Regions from separate parts of the Mus musculus genome. Here region 2 is linked to region 1. A link is a contact called in public HiChIP or PLAC-seq data. All regions are on one chromosome and are shown on one strand. Each heading gives the region's core, a stretch centred on a gene start, on an enhancer-like site or on the middle of the called end of the contact. The rest is flanking DNA. Distances are from core to core; before and after follow the strand shown. Region 1 has its middle 14 kb from the start of Gm41004. Region 2 has its middle 15 kb from the start of Gm46430.

Region 1 (2,700 bases), core at 5-2,504:
AAAATGAAAATGAGTCACCTGTCATCCATTGCTATTGTCTTCGTTCATTGAGCTCAGTGGCCTCCTGAAGCACCCAGCTTGTCATCTACTAATGAGAAGTTAGGTTATTTTATATTTTATGCCACCATGAATCTAACTGTAACAAGCATGAGAATTCTGATTCTTCTTAAAAATTAATTTCAGGGGCTGGTGAGATGGCTCAGTGGGTAAGAGTACCCAACTGCTCTTCCAAAGGTCCGGAGTTCAAATCCCAGCAACCACATGGTGGCTCACAACCATCCGTAACAAGATCTGACGCCCTCTTCTGGTGTGTCGTGTCTGAAGGCAGCTACAGTGTACTTACATATAATAAATAAATAAATCTTTTTAAAAAATTAATTTCAAGTGCATGGAAAATGTATGGAGGTGATTTCTGGAATTCCTGGCAATTTTGTCATTTTATGAGAATTCTGTATACTGTAGACACATATAAACACGGTAGAATAAGAATGTATAGAGAACATGGTTTCCTGGTTTTGTTGTAGGTAATGATGTTGTATGGATACAGGTAATATGTCCAAATGCATCAGATACATACACTATTTACATGCCATTTACCTCAAGTATAACCATACAACACTGTTTCAACTAATTTTAGTTGATATCTGTTGTGGATAGCCCTGGTGTTGCTTGTATTTTGATGCTAATTCCGTTCTTCTGGGAGGAGGTGTGAACAAGCAAGGAATTACTCTCAGGTGACTTCTTGTGAACCTTCTCCCTTAATTTGTAAAATAAAAGCTAGAGCCAGTGACTGGGCAGGAGAAGGGAAGGTAGAGCTGTAAGGTTGAGAGAGAAGGAGGAGAAGAGAGGGCAATGGAGGAGCGGGTGGAAGGAAAGTGGAGCCGAAGCATGTGGCTCGGAGAAACTGCAAGGTAGAAGGGATCTCATAGATGGGGAAGATGGTAGTGTAGTGGTAGATGTGCCCAATATAGGCATGCAGCTTGTATTCATATTAATTGAGTTGTGTTTTCTTCATCCGGGCTTATTTGGGTTAGAGATTTACCGCAACAAAATAGTGCCCAACATATTGATTAGAACTCAACTCACCGGAGATAAAAGACCACTGCCCCTCAACCTCAAATATGGCTTGGGCAGTGATCTAGGCTGCAGCAGTGTTTATTGAAAGCCGACTGGGTTTGAGGGGCCTACAGAGAACAGCCAGGGGCAGCACCCCAGCCTGAAGCTGGGCTTGAGCAGTGCTGTGTAAGAATTGCAAGGAGGGACAGGTGACGCTGGAACACAACTGCCTGAGAGGTAGTTTTCAGGCAGACACAGTGAACTGATCTGGGCATCTGCCCAGGAGAGTCTTTTCTGTGTTCGCTTCCCTGTACCTCCACCCCCCAAGCCCCACTCCATATCTAGGACAGCCAGACTGGATCTCCAGACTGCTTGCTTGCACTGTGGGTTGCCTGAGATCAGCACACAAGCACACACTGCCAGCTGCAACCCAAACAGGGACACAGAAGATGCGGGTCTTTCTACACTCAGCCCCTCCTTGTAAATACAAGAATCAGGATACAAAGGTACAAAGGGCTCTGGACAAGGGAATAAATTGATACTTAAAGATGAGAAACATGGGCTGGAGAGAATGCTCAGCGGTTAAGAGCACTGACTGCTCTTCCAAAGGTCCTGAGTTCAAATCCCAACAACCATCCATAATGAGATCTGATGGCCTCTTCTGCTATGCCTGAAGACAGCTACCATATACTTAGATATAATAAATAAATCCTTAAAAAAAAGACAATAAATATCTTTTGGGCTTTTCGTAATGATATTTTGAATGGTTTGACAGGGATGGATTTAAAGGAAATACAGACCTTATTATTTACTGGTATTGCCATATTCTCTTAATTTACTATGTCTTCTAAAAAACAGAACCTTAGAAAAAAATTCCTTGTCTTAGAAAAGAGATTACAAGTAACACTACAACTAAAGATTGAGGATTTTATTGGGCAAAAGAAACAAAGTCTAGTGAATAATTTACTAAAGCTAGCAAATCAAAATAAGGCAGATGCTGCAATATTAGAATTACAACATAAAGAGAAGCAGGGCTTAGAACAGAAGACACAGGAATTATAGAACAGCATGAACAACAGAAAGAGAAGCTTAAGACGTGGCAATGTGGCCTAGAGGAAACACTAGAATTGAAGACACAGGAAATTGTAGATCAGAATAAGAGACAGAAACATGAAAATGAAGGTGGGAGACTAGAGGTGGAAAATATGCTAGAAGCAAGGATGCAGCAGCGCACAAATCAGACTGAGCAGCAGAGAGAAAATAATGATTGGGAGCAAGACTTGGAGAATAAACCTTTTAAAATGAATCAATCAAAACAAAATGGACAGCAGACTATCAGAATTGCAATATAAAGAAAAAGTCAAAATGTGGAGGCAGAACCTTCAACAGAGAACACAGGAACTCAAGGAACAGGAAGAGCAACAACAGAAGAGATAAGAAGCGTGGACACAGACATTAAGGGGGGAATTTAAAATTTCAATTAAGGAAAATACTCAGTTTAGAGACAGAAGATAAAATTAGAGAAAGCCAAACAAAGGTTATTAGAAAACAAACTTTAGTCTATCTGGTTAATATACAACAAGGACCAAACAGATGATGATTATCTACAGGGCTATTAGGAATTTGAATGGCAACCCGTGGATA
Region 2 (2,700 bases), core at 69-2,568, 170 kb before region 1:
TTTTTTTTTAATAAAGAATTAGTATCATTTTAAAAGTTTTGCTGTGATCACTTTAAGTGTATCTATAGGCATGAAGGTAGTTGCATTTTAATTTAGAAATAGGGAAGAAGCTCCATGCTGGATCTTTAAATTATTATACTGTTTTTAAATAAGACTTTAGTGGTTATGAATATTTTTTAAATTATTAAACTGTTTATGTCAGTATAGTTATACGTATATGTATGTATATGTACATATATATATAATATTTAAAAGCGCATACTCATTATCCTTATATGAGTAAGGACAGTGTTCACTATGAACAACATTTTCTGCTCTATGAGTAGTAAACTCTTTAAAAGTAATTCAGAGTGGCGCACGCCTTTAATCAAAGCACTTGGGAGGCAGAGGCAGGAGGATTTCAGAGTTCGAGGCCAGCCTGGTCTACAGAGTGAGTTCCAGGACAGCCAGGGCTACACAGAGAAACCCTGTCTCAAAAAAACAAAACAAAACAATATGTAGTTCAGAGTCTAATATATGTCTATGAGGGTAGCAGGTTTCTCTGAACTTGGGATTCTGCACATTCCACTTGTATAGATCAGTAGTGGAAAAGGGGATGTGTGCCCTGTACTGTCTTCCCTTGCCTATCCAAAATGGTGGGCGTGGGAGGGACAGTTGCTCAAAAGGGCAGTGCCATTGTGGTAGAATCTGTCTATCTTGTAGTGCGGGCACCTGTGTGAAGAGGGCTAGAATGATGTAAACCTCTTCCCCAGGGCCTGGACCAGCATCTGCCATTTACAAGGGATGGGTGTGAACCAGGATAGAATGATAAGGCGCCAGGAAGGAATTTTCCTCCAGAGCTGGAGGGAATTGGACTGCTGGCTTAAGATTCTTTGAGAGCTCCATCAATTTGTACTGTAAGGTCATTGGGATAGGTGGTAGGAAAGGCTTTAGCTACTTATGGGGCTCTCCACCAGATACTGCCAGACCATGTTGTTTGGAACCTGGTCAGGGTGCCCAGGATTTACATACACAATACTTTGAACCAAGTAGATAGTAGGAAGGTGGAAAGTGTGTGCTTCCGGCCAACCCACTTTAAAAGCAGGCCATTCTTTCCAGGAAAAAACCGGCCTGTGTTTGCACTGGTGTTCTCTGACTCCAACAGAAAGGAGTCCAGAGACAAGAAGGCAGCCTATCCCTGGAGCGGGCTCTCCCAGCTGGGAAGAACCTGATAGCTTCCATCAGAACCTGTGTCAGAATGGAGCTCTCTGCAACTGCATCTGAAGGGAGCTGGAGAGCACCTCTCATCCCCAAGGCCAGGAGGAAGTTACCAGCTTGACTGCCCTACCTCCTTTGGCCTTCAGGTTGTGAAGACAAAAGAAATCACCCCACAGAGAGCAAGACAAAAGGCTACTCAGAACTTGACAAAGTCAAGATACACACAGCAAACTCAGACACACCCTGACTTGCCCATTGCTAGGAGAGTCCATTGCTCTCAACAACAATAACAACCCTCTCTACTATCAAGTCAAGAGGGACCCCTTCGATTCCCTGCCAATGCACTAAATGTAATGGTCTGCAAAATCTCTGAAGGAAGGCCCCAGACTTAGTATGCAAAACCAAAGAATGTTTATTCTGAAAAACACAATAGCATTCAAGGATTTAAGGACTCAAGGACTTAATCATTCTCTAGAATGAGGACCCCACATAAACCAGGAGACTCTCTAGGAAGATTAGGTAATCTAAAATTGCATTGGTGGGCTCTAGCGGGTCAGCGGCCTGCATTCCTATGTCATGAACATTGAACCATGTGATGAAATAGGGCTACAGATGGCCCATTCTGAGATAAGACATTTCTCCGTTTTTGTGGTTATCCCCAGGCTGTACTTCGGGAGAGGGTTTTATGATCTTGTGCTGGATTTTATGGTCTGCTTCTAGAGCTGGTGTCTGAATACCTAGTTTCTGAGACTTATGGTCTGTTCTTGTAGTTGGTATCTTCCAGCGTGGACTCAGGCCTGGTCCTCAAAATGGAAACAATTGGGGTTTATATTACCCTTCTAAAACAACACCCAAGATCTGGACAACCTGCTGTGGCTGCTTATAACACAGACTGTTGCTTTTTTGTCTGAAAATGCACAACCTGAGAGAAAGGTATGGATAATATTTGGTGTCCTCTAATACATATGTCTAGACCCTGAACAATACCCAACCATAAAGCCTCTTTAAACATTTAAAATGATTTTGGGAATTAAAATTAAATCATTTCAACTTTCTCATTTTTTCTAGTGCTAAGTCTCAAACACTAGGACAAAGGGCTGAGGTGCTATTTAACAATTGAAAACAAACCTGGTTCTCAGGTTCTCCCTGACATTCCTCAGCTCCTACCCATTACAAGGTATGCCTGACTGGCCTATCCTCCCTCTAAGCCCAGAGGTTGGTCTGTCCTTCTCCCAGCTGCCCTTCCTATGTGATCCAACCATTTTAGTTACCTTGTCTTTTTCATTTTATTATTTGATATCTTGACTCATAGGTTATTTCTTCGCTATCAAACTAGATTGGAGTGTATTAAAATGCTGGATTATTGGGAAACTGCTCTGCGCACAATTGCCCTAGGACAGGGAAGTCACCTTCGGGAGGAGATTGGTGAGGGGGAATTGAAAGAGAAAGGGCATGTACACAGAGAAGAAAGGAAAGACACAGGACAAAATGTCTGGGCTAGAA

What was found. HiChIP or PLAC-seq counts read pairs in DNA pulled down with a chosen protein or histone mark.
Region 2: an H3K4me3 HiChIP or PLAC-seq map of embryonic stem cells shows a contact between it and region 1, with 2.4 times the contacts expected there. The contact joins two enhancer-like sites. A contact is called at or near these places in 3 of 115 datasets of contacts at active chromatin or transcription factors (bone marrow-derived macrophages, embryonic stem cells and stem cell-derived neural progenitor cells) and 1 of 9 other capture datasets (liver).

What each region holds. Positions count from the first base shown.
Region 1 is chr13:74,429,390-74,432,089 of GRCm38.p6, reverse strand. No RefSeq gene overlaps it. Among named protein-coding and RNA genes, the nearest start is that of Gm41004, 14 kb to the right of the region's middle. Within about 2 kb of position 1,254, at least 2 of the 459 cell types and tissues checked have an H3K27ac peak or open chromatin away from gene starts, as enhancers often do. A contact at or near this core is called in embryonic stem cells, where this site is marked.
Region 2 is chr13:74,600,594-74,603,293 of GRCm38.p6, reverse strand. No RefSeq gene overlaps it. Among named protein-coding and RNA genes, the nearest start is that of Gm46430, 15 kb to the left of the region's middle. Within about 2 kb of position 1,318, at least 6 of the 459 cell types and tissues checked have an H3K27ac peak or open chromatin away from gene starts, as enhancers often do. A contact at or near this core is called in embryonic stem cells, where this site is marked.